Linked DNA regions of Gossypium hirsutum: regions 1 and 3 are each linked to region 2. The links are chromatin contacts, called in public Hi-C maps. All regions are on one chromosome and are shown on one strand. Each heading gives the region's core, a stretch centred on a gene start, on an enhancer-like site or on the middle of the called end of the contact. The rest is flanking DNA. Distances are from core to core; before and after follow the strand shown. Region 1 holds the start of LOC107889213 (pentatricopeptide repeat-containing protein At3g26782, mitochondrial). Region 2 holds the start of LOC121210047 (putative serine/threonine-protein kinase). Region 3 holds the start of LOC107889244 (tRNA N(3)-methylcytidine methyltransferase METTL6).

What was found. A called contact is a pair of places that touch in the nucleus more often than the background predicts.
Region 1: a contact with region 2 is called in a Hi-C map of leaf, with 2.2 times the contacts expected there. The contact joins the promoter of LOC107889213 here to the promoter of LOC121210047 in region 2. A contact is called at or near these places in 5 of 34 Hi-C or Micro-C datasets (hypocotyl, leaf and petal).
Region 3: a contact with region 2 is called in a Hi-C map of leaf, with 2.3 times the contacts expected there. The contact joins the promoter of LOC107889244 here to the promoter of LOC121210047 in region 2. A contact is called at or near these places in 2 of 34 Hi-C or Micro-C datasets (hypocotyl and leaf).

The regions. Positions count from the first base shown.
Region 1 is chrA11:108,081,105-108,085,274 of Gossypium_hirsutum_v2.1, reverse strand. It overlaps LOC107889213 (pentatricopeptide repeat-containing protein At3g26782, mitochondrial), which reads left to right and starts at 2,014. Exons shown (of 1, transcript XM_016813571.2): 1 at 2,014-4,170. The coding sequence starts at 2,014.
Region 2 is chrA11:108,214,591-108,218,532 of Gossypium_hirsutum_v2.1, reverse strand. LOC121210047 (putative serine/threonine-protein kinase) reads right to left here and starts at 2,487. Exons shown (of 5, transcript XM_041082123.1): 1 at 2,319-2,487. The coding sequence starts at 2,487. LOC107904633 (ethylene-response factor C3) reads right to left here. Exons shown (of 1, transcript XM_016831070.2): 1 at 3,691-3,942.
Region 3 is chrA11:108,030,490-108,034,356 of Gossypium_hirsutum_v2.1, reverse strand. It overlaps LOC107889244 (tRNA N(3)-methylcytidine methyltransferase METTL6), which reads right to left and starts at 2,000. Exons shown (of 8, transcript XM_016813607.2): 1 at 1,669-2,000; 2 at 1,411-1,520; 3 at 684-895; 4 at 504-592. The coding sequence starts at 1,875.

The DNA of each region.
Region 1 (4,170 bases), core at 765-3,264, 130 kb after region 2:
ATTAATTAAAATTACATAAATGAAAAAAATTAAATAATATTCAAAAATTAAAATTAATTAAAATGAAAAAATGTTAAAAATGTTCAAAGTTTAAAACAAACAATTACCATTTTCATTTGTTCGACGGAGATATGTTTATAATCGAGACGAATTAAATCCCCGACCATTGCTAACACAATCAGATATTTTTGAAATTATAAAAAAAATAATACTAATTTTAAAAAAATTAAAAGTAAATAACTATTTATAATTTTCTAAATTTAATGAGAAATTTGAGAGTTTTAGGGAGAAATTGTAAAGATTTTTTGCTAAATTGTTAAGAATTTATATGTGAAATAATAGGAGTGGTGGGGGTTTATACTCTCTTTTTTACCGTTGGAATTTAAAAATCGGCCAGAAAATCACTCCCTTGAGGAATCTTTTTTCGCCATGTCAACAAAACTCTTTCATGTGGATGCGTTTTGTTGACGTGGCAAAAAACGCTTCCTTAAAGAAGCGATTTTCTGACTTTTTCTTCCTAAAAGGCGACCACATAGGCGCATTGTGTAAAAATTAACCTTTTCCAATAAATAATGGTATAATCGATCTATTTTCGTAAATATGCATGGAAAAGGGCCTTTTAAGTAATTTAATCATTATTAAACATTGAAAAATGATTTTACTCAGAATTTTCCAAAACATTAGTTTTTCAAAAAAAAAAACAATGAATTTTTATGGAAATCATTTTCGGTGAAATACATAGCCGGCTAAGGCACAAAATTTGTAGAAAGTAAAACACCACAGAACAGTTAAGTCTATATTTTTTATGAACGATTTTAACAGAAAAGAAGTTGCTAAATTAAACAAAAGGTTATAATGAAATTGAAAATGCCCATTTCTTGGACTGGAACTTGAAAACCTCATCAAATTAACAAAACAAATCCACACCTCATTCTAATAACCATAGACTAGCAAATGGGTATTAAGAAAACGTCATCATCCATCCATTAAAAGCCGGGAATCATTATTTATTAGGAGAAGATTTAGATAAAATATGATCATCGTTTTCTTTATGAGTCGGGTTTAAATAAGATTTTTTGGGTTCAAGCTTGACTCAGCCTGAATTATATTAATATTTATATTAAATTGTTAATCTAATAACAATTATTTCCGTTGTCCAATACCTAAAAGAAATTCCCCAACAAAATAATTCAACCTAAAATATAAAATTTATTTCTAATACGATAAAATATTTATTATATTTATTTGTATTTTTTAATATAATAAAATATTTATTATATTTGTGGTAGTGTTTTTTTAATATAATATATTTTTAATATGTTACAAAACTTTTATTTTAATCTTTTTAATGCGTTTAGTGTATTATATTCTTTAAAAATTTTAATTTTAAATAAAAATTAATCTAAAAAATTAAATATGGGTGGATCGAGTCGACTTCAGATTTACTTTTTTTAAATCTGGCCAGCCTTGAGAAAAAATAAGCCCATTTTTTATCCGAATTGAACTTGAATTTAAAAAAATGATCTAAATACCTTACAAAAACCCGGCCATGAGCACCTTTAATATTTATCAGAAATATCAGATTTTTTTTTTGTTGAAGGGGATGATATTTATGATGTTGCACAACTTTTGAGCTCACAATAAAAGTCACCTGCAAGCCTTCGATGTGTGCTATATGACCATAAAAATCAAGCAAAACACTAAGGTAGAACATGAAAATGTTTTGTCTTTTGCTGATATTTAGGGCTTGGAGTTCTGCACAAGGAAGATTGAAGAATTTGGGGGTTTATGTGAAACCCTATAGCAGAGAACCATGAAAGGATGGGAGAATTTCAGGGTTTTAGTGGAGATATTAGGTGTACTTCGGCCCACATAATTTTGGGCCGAAGGGGAAGCTTGAAAACCTCTAAAATTCTATGAAAAGAACAAAACAGCATAGTGCGAACTATCAGTGGGAAAAAGAACTGAAGTTTTGCAAACCAGATATTTTATTTGTTAAGATAACAAAACGCCATGGACATGATGAAAGTAGCTGCAACAGAGAAACCGTCACTTTCTTCTCCTTCTGCCTTGGCTTCAACAATCAAATTCATCCAAATTCCAAAATCTGAAACTTTTCTTCAACCCACCCTTGAACAAACCAGGCAAACCCATGCTCTAACGGTGAAAACTCACTTCAATGTAACCAAGTTCAGCCCTTCAGCACAATTCAATTTCCTTATTACATCTTACACGAAAAACAGCCAACCCCACAGTGCACTTGACATCTATACTTATTTGAGAAGAATGGATTATGAAGTTGATAACTTCATGGTCCCTGCAGTACTGAAAGCTTGTAGTTTTGTTTCAAACACCCAATTGGGCAAAGAAATACATGGTTTTTCTGTGAAGAATGGATTGACTGAAGATGTTTTTGTAAGTAATGCTTTGATACAAATGTATAGTGAATGTGACAGTGTTGTCTCTGCCAGACTGTTGTTTGATAATATGTATGAAAGAGATGCTGTTTCTTGGAGTACAATGATTAGATGCTATGTTAGAAGCAAATTCTACATGGAAGCATTGGAGATGATAAGAAAGATGCAAATTTTACAGATAAGACCTAGTGAAGTTGCCATGATTAGCATGATTACTTTATTTGCAGACCTCATGGATGTTGAAATGGGAAAAGCAATGCATGCTTATGTTACAAGGAATCTTGAGAAAATGAGTGTTCAGTTAACTACTGCTTTCATTCATATGTATGCAAAAAGTGGAAATTTAGCTTCTGCAAGACTGCTTTTCAATGGATTGAACCAGAAAACTGTTGTTTCATGGACTGCTATGATAGCCGGATATATTCATTGCTATAAATTAGAAGAGGGAATGAAGCTTTTTGCTAGAATGATTGAAGAAAGGATAAAGCCAAACGAGATTACTTTGCTGTGTTTAGTTGTAGAGTGTAGTTTTGTGGGGGCTTTAGAACTGGGAAAACAATTACACGTTTATATTTTGAGAAACGGGATTTGTTTGTCTCTGGCTCTTGCTACTGCTCTGGTTGATATGTATGGGAAATGTGGAGAGATAAGGAATGCTAGAGCAGTTTTTGACTCAGTTAAAGACAAAGATGTTATGATCTGGAGTGCTATCATTGCAGCTCATGCACAAACACATTGCATAGATCAGGCTTTTGATCTTTTTGTCAAGATGATGGAATATGGGTTGAGACCTAACCAAGTAACAATGACTACGATGCTTTCACTTTGTGCAGAGACTGGAGCCCTTGATATGGGTAAATGGATTCATACTGTCATAGACAGGCAAGCTGTTGAAATGGATACAATATTAAAAACCGCACTATTGGAAATGTATGCCAAGTGTGGAGACATTGATGGGGCTTGGAAACTGTTCAGGGAAGTTAAAGATAGAGATATTGGTGTGTGGAATACGATGATGGCAGGATTAGGAATGCATGGATGCGGTAAGGAGGCTTTGGAGCTATTCTCCGAGATGGAAAGAGAGGGTGCTAGGCCAAATGATATCACATTTATTGGACTTCTAAATGCTTGTAGCCATGCAGGATTGGTGGAAGAAGGGAAGTTAATTTTTGAGAAAATGGTTCATGCATTTGCATTGGTTCCTAAGATTGAACACTATGGTTGTATGGTGGATCTTCTTGGTCGAGCAGGACTGCTTGATGAGGCCTATGGGATTATCAAAAGCTTGCCTATAAGGGCAAACTCCATTATATGGAGTGCTCTTCTTGCTGCATGCAAGCTTCACCACAACACTGTATTAGGGGAAATGGCTGCTAGGCAACTTGTTTACCTGGAACCTCAAAACTGTGGTTATAATGTTTCTATTTCAAATATATATGCAGTGGCAAATAGGTGGAATGACGTTGCAGAGGTGAGAAAAGCAATGAAGAACAAGGGAATGAGAAAAGAACCAGGGCTCAGCTGTATCGAAGTAAATGGATATGTTTATGAGTTCATAATGGGAGATAAAGCACACCCAGAAATAGAAAAGATAAATGATATGGTGTCTGAGATGGGAAACAAGCTAAAGGAGGCAGGGTACATGGCAGACACTTCTGCTGTCTTAAGAAATATAGATGAGGAAGAGAAAGAAACGGCACTCAATTATCACAGCGAAAAATTGGCTATCGCTTTTGGCCTCATTAGCACAGCT
Region 2 (3,942 bases), core at 1,238-3,737:
TAGATATCATTGAAATCATCTACAATTTGTGGATGATTATTGACCTGTACAATAATAAATTTATTTAGCATACGGGTTAGAACAAGATGTTTTTAATCCTCATAGTCGGCTTTCTAATATTCTATGAAAATCCAACCTATACCAATTTACAACCATACTTTTAGGGGTTTTTTTTTCCAAAAAAAAAAATTGGGTTACTATTTTTTATTTTTTTGAAATTCTTATATTTTTTAAACTTCTTAATTTTTTATAATTTCGAATAAATTTTTTGAAAATTTATAATATTTTAGTAATATTTTTATTTTTTTGAAATTTTTATAATTTTTCTAATTCATTGTTACAATTTTTAATAGAATATTTATTTTTGCAACAACTTTTTGACTTTTACAGTATTTTTGTGATATTAAATTATATATATTTCAAATTTTGAAAATTTTATTTTTTGTTGATTTAACAATGCCGTGAGTTTGGATGGGCGGTGCGTTTACTTGCGGTTAGTGTAAAAACAGTGGTGGCGGTGTGATTAGATACTGTAGCGATACTGTAGCGTGAGATAAAAAATAAGCTAAACGCACCGCACCGCACACAATCGCCCATCCAAACCCACCCCTAGACTGCCATGTCAACATTATAACAATTGAGTCAATTGCTGTTAATGGCCATTTCAATAAAATAATTATCAATGATCGTTTTTGCTTGTCAAAAGTCTTGATTCATATAATTTTAAATTGATAGCACAATTGAGTGGAAAGCCTGATTATTATTATTTTTATTTGAAAAGTTGTAGGTTTTTTAATTCATTTTTACTAAATTTAAAAGTGGTTAAAAATTAATGTTTTGTTTAGTTCACATATTTATTATTGGAAAAATTTTTACTATAATAAAATTTCTGATTGAGTTAATCACTCATCAATTCGATGTCAACTCAATTTAAAAATTATTATAAACTCAATCTTTTTATAAAGTAAGTTATATTATTATGAATGAATTTTACCTTTTTATATTTTTTAAATTAATAAAATTTACACATAATAAAATTTGAACAAAAAACATTAAAATTTCAATCTTTCAATTTTACCATTTTAATTAAAGCATTATTTATTTTTTATATAAACTTTTAAGTTATATAAGTATTTTTTTTATCCATATCGTGGGTATGTTATAGTCTAGTATCTTTTGAGACATTTAGAAAATATATTATGTTTTTTAATGAAAATGTATGAAAATAAATATTTTACCACTAACAAGTGTTAGATGCAATGACAAGACACTTCATATTCCAAAAAAAGAATATAAATTCGAAACTTAAAGATAATATTATGGAACAACTCTAAACATGAATTAGAAACCAGACGTGAAAGATACCTAAAATAAATAAATATATGTCACCATTTCACTTGTAACTCCATTTCACCTAGATAAAGACCTTAAAACTAAAGTCCTTTAACAAGGCCGATTATACGCTTTTCATGACCCATCATAGCTCAACGATTCTGGCCCAAAGAAAGTATCTATTGTCTCCTCCGCTTCAAAGAAAGTTTGCAATTTGGTAATCCCTACTAGTCTCTACTCTCTAGTTATAAATGATTCCTCCATTCTTCAAAAAGGCCCATTCCCAACCCAACGTACTCAAACGACTTTCAAATCCATTAAAACATGTCATTTTCCACCTTTTCATTCACCAAACATCCATTACGCAAAGCTATTCAAACATGCTTTTAATTTGGCTAAGTGGCATTACTTTCTTAAAACTAGCTTTTTCCCTCCATTTTGGCCTTTTGTCCTTTTCTTACGTGCGCATGAACCTGAACTTTATACTAATCAGCTGCCTTTGGTCTCGGTCAAAATACATGAAGCATTCATGGGGTATCTTCTCTCTTTTTATTTTTCATAAGCCTCTTGTGAATAACGAGTTCAACTTGGACCAGATCATTGCTGAACCATACTCTTAATATAGCCACATAAGAACAAGAGAAGATTGACCATTAAATTTAGTTAATGATTGATCTTAAAGAAATCCTGGAAAATAAATGATAGCTTGATCATATAGGAGAATTGGGGATAAATTCAAATACACGTGGTTCTCCCCTTTTGTGTTTGTTGGCTATATTAACTAACCAATTCCTTGCTAGTTTTTCTTTTTGACTCTCCTTCCAAGCACTTGAAAGTAATCTTTTTACTAGTAATATGATCAACTTTATAAATTACCTATAACCAAAGTGTCTTAATAATAGCTATTAGAGTGACAATTTTTTTTGAATAATTTCATTATAGGTTCTGATCATATCTACTCTTTTTTATATAATGTCTAGAACTACCTATAGCTCTTTCCCAACCCATAATTAGAAGGATAATGTGCTTCAATGCACTCGAATCCACATTCTCCTGTATTGACAACAATGTTCTCCTCCCTAACCCATAATTAGAAGGATAATGTGCTTCAACGCACTCGAATTCACGTTCTCCTATATTAATAACAATGTTCATGCCAATCAAACTAAGACTCAATCGGATAAATATTGACGATTTTGATTTGTAACTATTAATGGGATTTGTAATTTTTGGATAAAACTTATCTACTACTTTATCCCTCTTTAAAAGGGGTTGATTCTATCATGCATCAATTTAAGTAAGACCTAGTGCACTTTCATCCTTTGATCATTTTGTGTGGTCTTTGATAGTCTTTAAACACTCTTCAATAGGGGTTAGTTAATCGAATGATTTCACATTAACTATACAAGATTAAAGGTGTAATAACTCACCACCTAACTAACCACAACCTTACTCTTGAAGCCAAGGTGGTAGGTTCTTCGCTCAATGGGCCATGACAGGCTCCAAACCCTCCATGAAAGCCTCTACTTTCCGTAAAAAAAAAGCATAAGATTATTCACCATAAAAGAATATAAATATTAAATTTATATAACAATTTTGGTTTAATATATGATTTGATATATGAATTTTATTTTGGTGTAATTGTAAACATAAAACTATAATTGCCATTCATATATGTAAATGAAATTCTGATTTTGATTTAATTGAATACGTTCAAAGAAATGAATACACACATTTATTTTCATATTGGATTAATATAATTATTTGTGTATGCAATATATCAATATAAAATTGTGTTAATTCTATAATATTATATTAGCGATTTGTAAAAATTATATTAAACTAAAATTTTATGTATAAAATCACACGAAATTAAAATTACATAACAATAATTATTGTTTACGTGAGAATATCTAAAAGCATTGGGATGAATCACGAGTCAACCAGTTGTGCAGTAATTGTTAAATGTTGTCCCTTCTTGTATTAATTTCTTCCATCTTCTGGTTCCAAGTAAGTTATGACTGGATTAATATATGCAAAAACCATATATTTTGTTTGAAGGAGGCTGATTTTCAATTTATGAGATCTCAATATGATTTCAATGTCATCTTATATTTTATAAGATTTTAAGATTCAAAATGCATATATCAATGATTTTTGGGACTAAATTGTGGGGACTTGTGGAGCAATATCTTATATCTATATTTTAATTAATGCATATTGTTGGGTTGGTATAGGAAAAAGAAATTGACAATAATTTATATATATATGGATGATTAATATGGTCTTCAAAATTAGCCAGACAAATCCAATCAGTTATAAATTTAAGTACAGTTTCTAATTGCAAAGGCTCAACAACTGTGAAAATAATTGTCATCATCATGTTCCAGCTTAATGGAAACTGAAAACGATGGTACCATATAATGATATTGTCCACTAGCCCAAGTTGACATATAAAAAATACCTCTCTATATCCAACAAAAGACATTAATCCTTCTTGCATTTACAAAAAGCCAAAATCAAGAAAAAATTCTCATTCCTCGATATCTAAACAGGAAAAAGGATTAACTGACTGATACAATTATTATTATTTTTTAATTATGAATTAAT
Region 3 (3,867 bases), core at 751-3,250, 180 kb after region 2:
ATTAGGCTCTAATGCCAAAATAGATGTGGTTTAGTGAAGAAAACAGTAGCAAACAAGAGAATTAGGATTTATGACTGTAAAACTAGTTAGAAGTTGGAACTCTAAAAAACTTGGGGTTTAAAAAAAACATTCAGTTTCCTTTATATTAATTCAAAATAATAATAATAATGCTATGGCTGTAAATTTGTTACAGCATATTTGCAATAGACTTTTTTAAAAGTAAAGTTACTAGACATTCTTGCAACTAAAATTTTACTCTTAATCCTAGACTTAACCCTGAAGAAAACTAATATATCTAAAACTTGAAAACTATATATTATAAAATAAACTGAAACAAAACTGAAAATAATAAAATATTGATGATAAAGCACCTGCATCACCTAATCACCGTGATAACTTTCAAGCATGAACTATGCAGTAAATTATTTTCCTACATTTCCAAGAAAATTAAGATTTCTATAAACATTGACTATCAAGGAATTCATGAAATACAATATGCATACCAAGGTAACAAAGTCAACACCACCAACGCAACAGCTTCTTTCTTCCATTGACCATGAACCAGTTTCAAGGGTTCTTTCTTCTCCAACATCTGGGAAGAAAAAGCGAGATATTAAGGCCATGATATAAGAAAAGCCAATAATTGGAAGCAAAGCAATGTAAGACACATGAAAGATAGCTACCTGAAACACAAATTTGGTCCTTTTGTCCAAGATTTTCTCTGCAATTAGCACAAGCTAACCACTTTGGAAATCCCGTTGTTGCAAAATCACAATAGAATGGCCTGAAACGATTCTCAACTGATGCTACATTACTAGCAGCTACGAACTCTTTAGCTCTCTGTAGGGTCTCATTGCTACAATCGCATGCATATAGAATAATTTTCTCGTTGCCACTGGATAAATGTATTGAAGGTATAAGTACAAGAAACGAAAATTCAACATTATTTGATATTACTGTCCATCTACAATTTCTCAATACTTCAATATTAATCTTCACAACAAAAGCTCAAAGAAAACAATCTCAACTTTCATAAGTATCATCTAAAGTTCTCTCAGGCTCTTATCCTGAATAATGATATAAACTTTTGCAGAATATAGTTCACTTCTAACTGGATGGTAGAACAAAACCAAAGTGATTAATTAAGATTAGCAGCTACCTAAGACGAAACAAGTTAAAAGTAGACAATATTAGTCCGTTGTTAAATCCATACTTTCAACAATATTCGAAAACCATTAATCTTTCTTTAATATAATAACTAAAGAAAACCAACGCTTTTCTCATATCATCAACACAACGAAACATCATTTTTCACTGCACTAGACAGTTAAGAATATAGTACAACTATCAAATTTTATTTAAATTATAACAACCAAAAAAAATTAAAAACGAAGATAATTTAGGGGTTACCGCAATATAGGAAGGGCAGTACTGCCATTTCCACACCCAACCTCCAAAACCTTACAACCATCTCCACAAGAAACCAGCTCTGGAAATTCTTTTAACAAGTACCTCCTCTCCTGTATCAAACATAGTACCCATTTAAGCTTACACAACAAAGAACTAAAAGGCAACAGAATACCCAGAAAAAGAATGAAGGAAAGATTGGATTTTTTTTCTTTTTTCTTTTTTTTTTGGGGGGAGGGGGGTGGAGGGTTATAGACAAACCTTGAAGAATTTGCCAGAAGAATGTTGAATGTGGAAACTTTTCCATGCTTTTATGGGATCTTTTGTAAGTTGTTGTTCTGGTTGTGGGGATACAAAAGGGAGAAGATGGTAGTTAAGAGAAGGGTCGTTTTCTATTTCTAGTCGAAGTGTGTCCCAGTTGAAGTCTTTGGAATGGTACTCTGAAGCTTCAGCCGCCGATGCACTCATTTATTTGTCTTCGAAAATGTCTAGTCGGATCAAAGTTTTGAGTTCTCAAACCACCAACATGTTGGGTATATGTTTATTAAGAAAAAAACATGGTGGGTTGATGATGGTCTCAAATTAAATGTTCGCCACCAGCCCAACTTGGGCCCTCTGCAATTCAATTATCTTTCTTTAGGTTACAAGTAAAAAATAGAACATTAACTAAACGGGTAAATTGTAAAAATAGTCACTTTTATTTGCCTCAGGTTATATTTTAGTCACTTATGTTTGAAATGTTACGTTTTAGTCACTTATGTTATTATTTTGTTAAGAAGTGATCACTCTTCCGTTAAATTCCGTTATCTCCCTAACAGTAATCCTACGTGACAGTCTAACTAGATTTTAAGTTCATCTGTTAATACATACATCATCCAACTAAATTATGCATTTGATTTACTATTAACAGACAATTTAGCCATGTAAAGTATGCATTAACAACTATACTCATAAGTCCTCTGGGTTACAAATGTAAATTGTATAAGGACTTACATGCAAAAATGTGCAAATGTTGAGGGCAAAATTTGGATTTTCTTGTTCCAGGTGTTTGCTTGTTATAAAATCGAGTATTAAAAACAACTTTACAATATTGCCAACTTTCATTTACTATAAAATCTAGTTGGACTGCCACGTAGGATTATCGTTACGGAGATAACAGAACTTAACGGAAGATTAATCACTTCGTAACAAAATAATAACATAAGTGACTAAAACGTAACATTTCAAACATAATAACTAAAATGTTACTTGAGACAAACAAAAATAACTATTTTTGTAGTTTACCTTAACTAAACTCGGATTTCATATGAACCATCATGTTCAATTTATGTTTGTCAACAAAACAGAAAAGAAAAACATGTTGAGTTGATGATCTCAAATGAACTGTTCGCTACCAGTCAACTTGAACCCCTTAAAATTTCTTTCTATAGATTATAAACCAATAATCCTACATATTATCAACTTTAAACTTAAGAATTTTAGGTTCCAATTCACATTATATTACACATGTTGGGGCTCGAATTTGATATCTCCAAATTATACACATGCATAATATGGGAAAAGAATTATTTAATAAATATATTTATTAACAATTCATATACAAGCTAAATAAAGCTTTGATTGAAAGGATAAAGTTTAATATTTAAAACTTAGTGTTAAATATTAACATTGTGAATTTTTGTTGATTTATAAAAAGACAATATTCTCATGGTAATATAATTTACTTTGTAAAAGGAATAACTTTTTATTTTTATTGATGTTAAGTTGAATCGTGACATCAACCCAACCAAAAATTTTAACATTGCATTGTTAAAACATTTATTTCTTTTTTATGAATATATATGATAAAATAAATTAATCTACCTTCTAACAATAATCGATTGAATCAAACAACCTAAACCCGCACAGATTTAAGAGTAAAGTAAATAATTAACTAATAAACCACACATTTCCCACTTTCAACAGGTTTACTTTTAGGTACAGTCCTTGGAGAAATGATATTTGTATTCTTACCGGATTTTTTATGCATTTGTATAAATTTAAAGATCCTTTGGGATTGGCTTGAGGGGTTGATGGTACTTGTGTGAACAAATTTGTGGAGACTGGGGACAGCATGTAGAATTGGTAAAAGAATTTTTCTATGGTGGTTTTCAGCATCCTGTCCCTAGAATTTATGCTCCAAAATTGGTGCTTCAGCTTGCATGCTCAGATGCCAAGGTTTATAACATTGACAAGTTGTTCTAAAACTGAATCACGAGGACAGACTAAAATGCCAAATCTTTTAGCCGTCAAATGCTGTATACGCACCAGTGATAGCATATGAAGCCAGGGTTTCAGAGCACCCATGGATATCACAGTAATGGGTGAAAACAAACAAACATCAACCATTTCTAGATCATATTCAACAGCAGTGATATCACAATAGCATGCATCAATGGGAAAAGAAAGATTGAAGTTGAA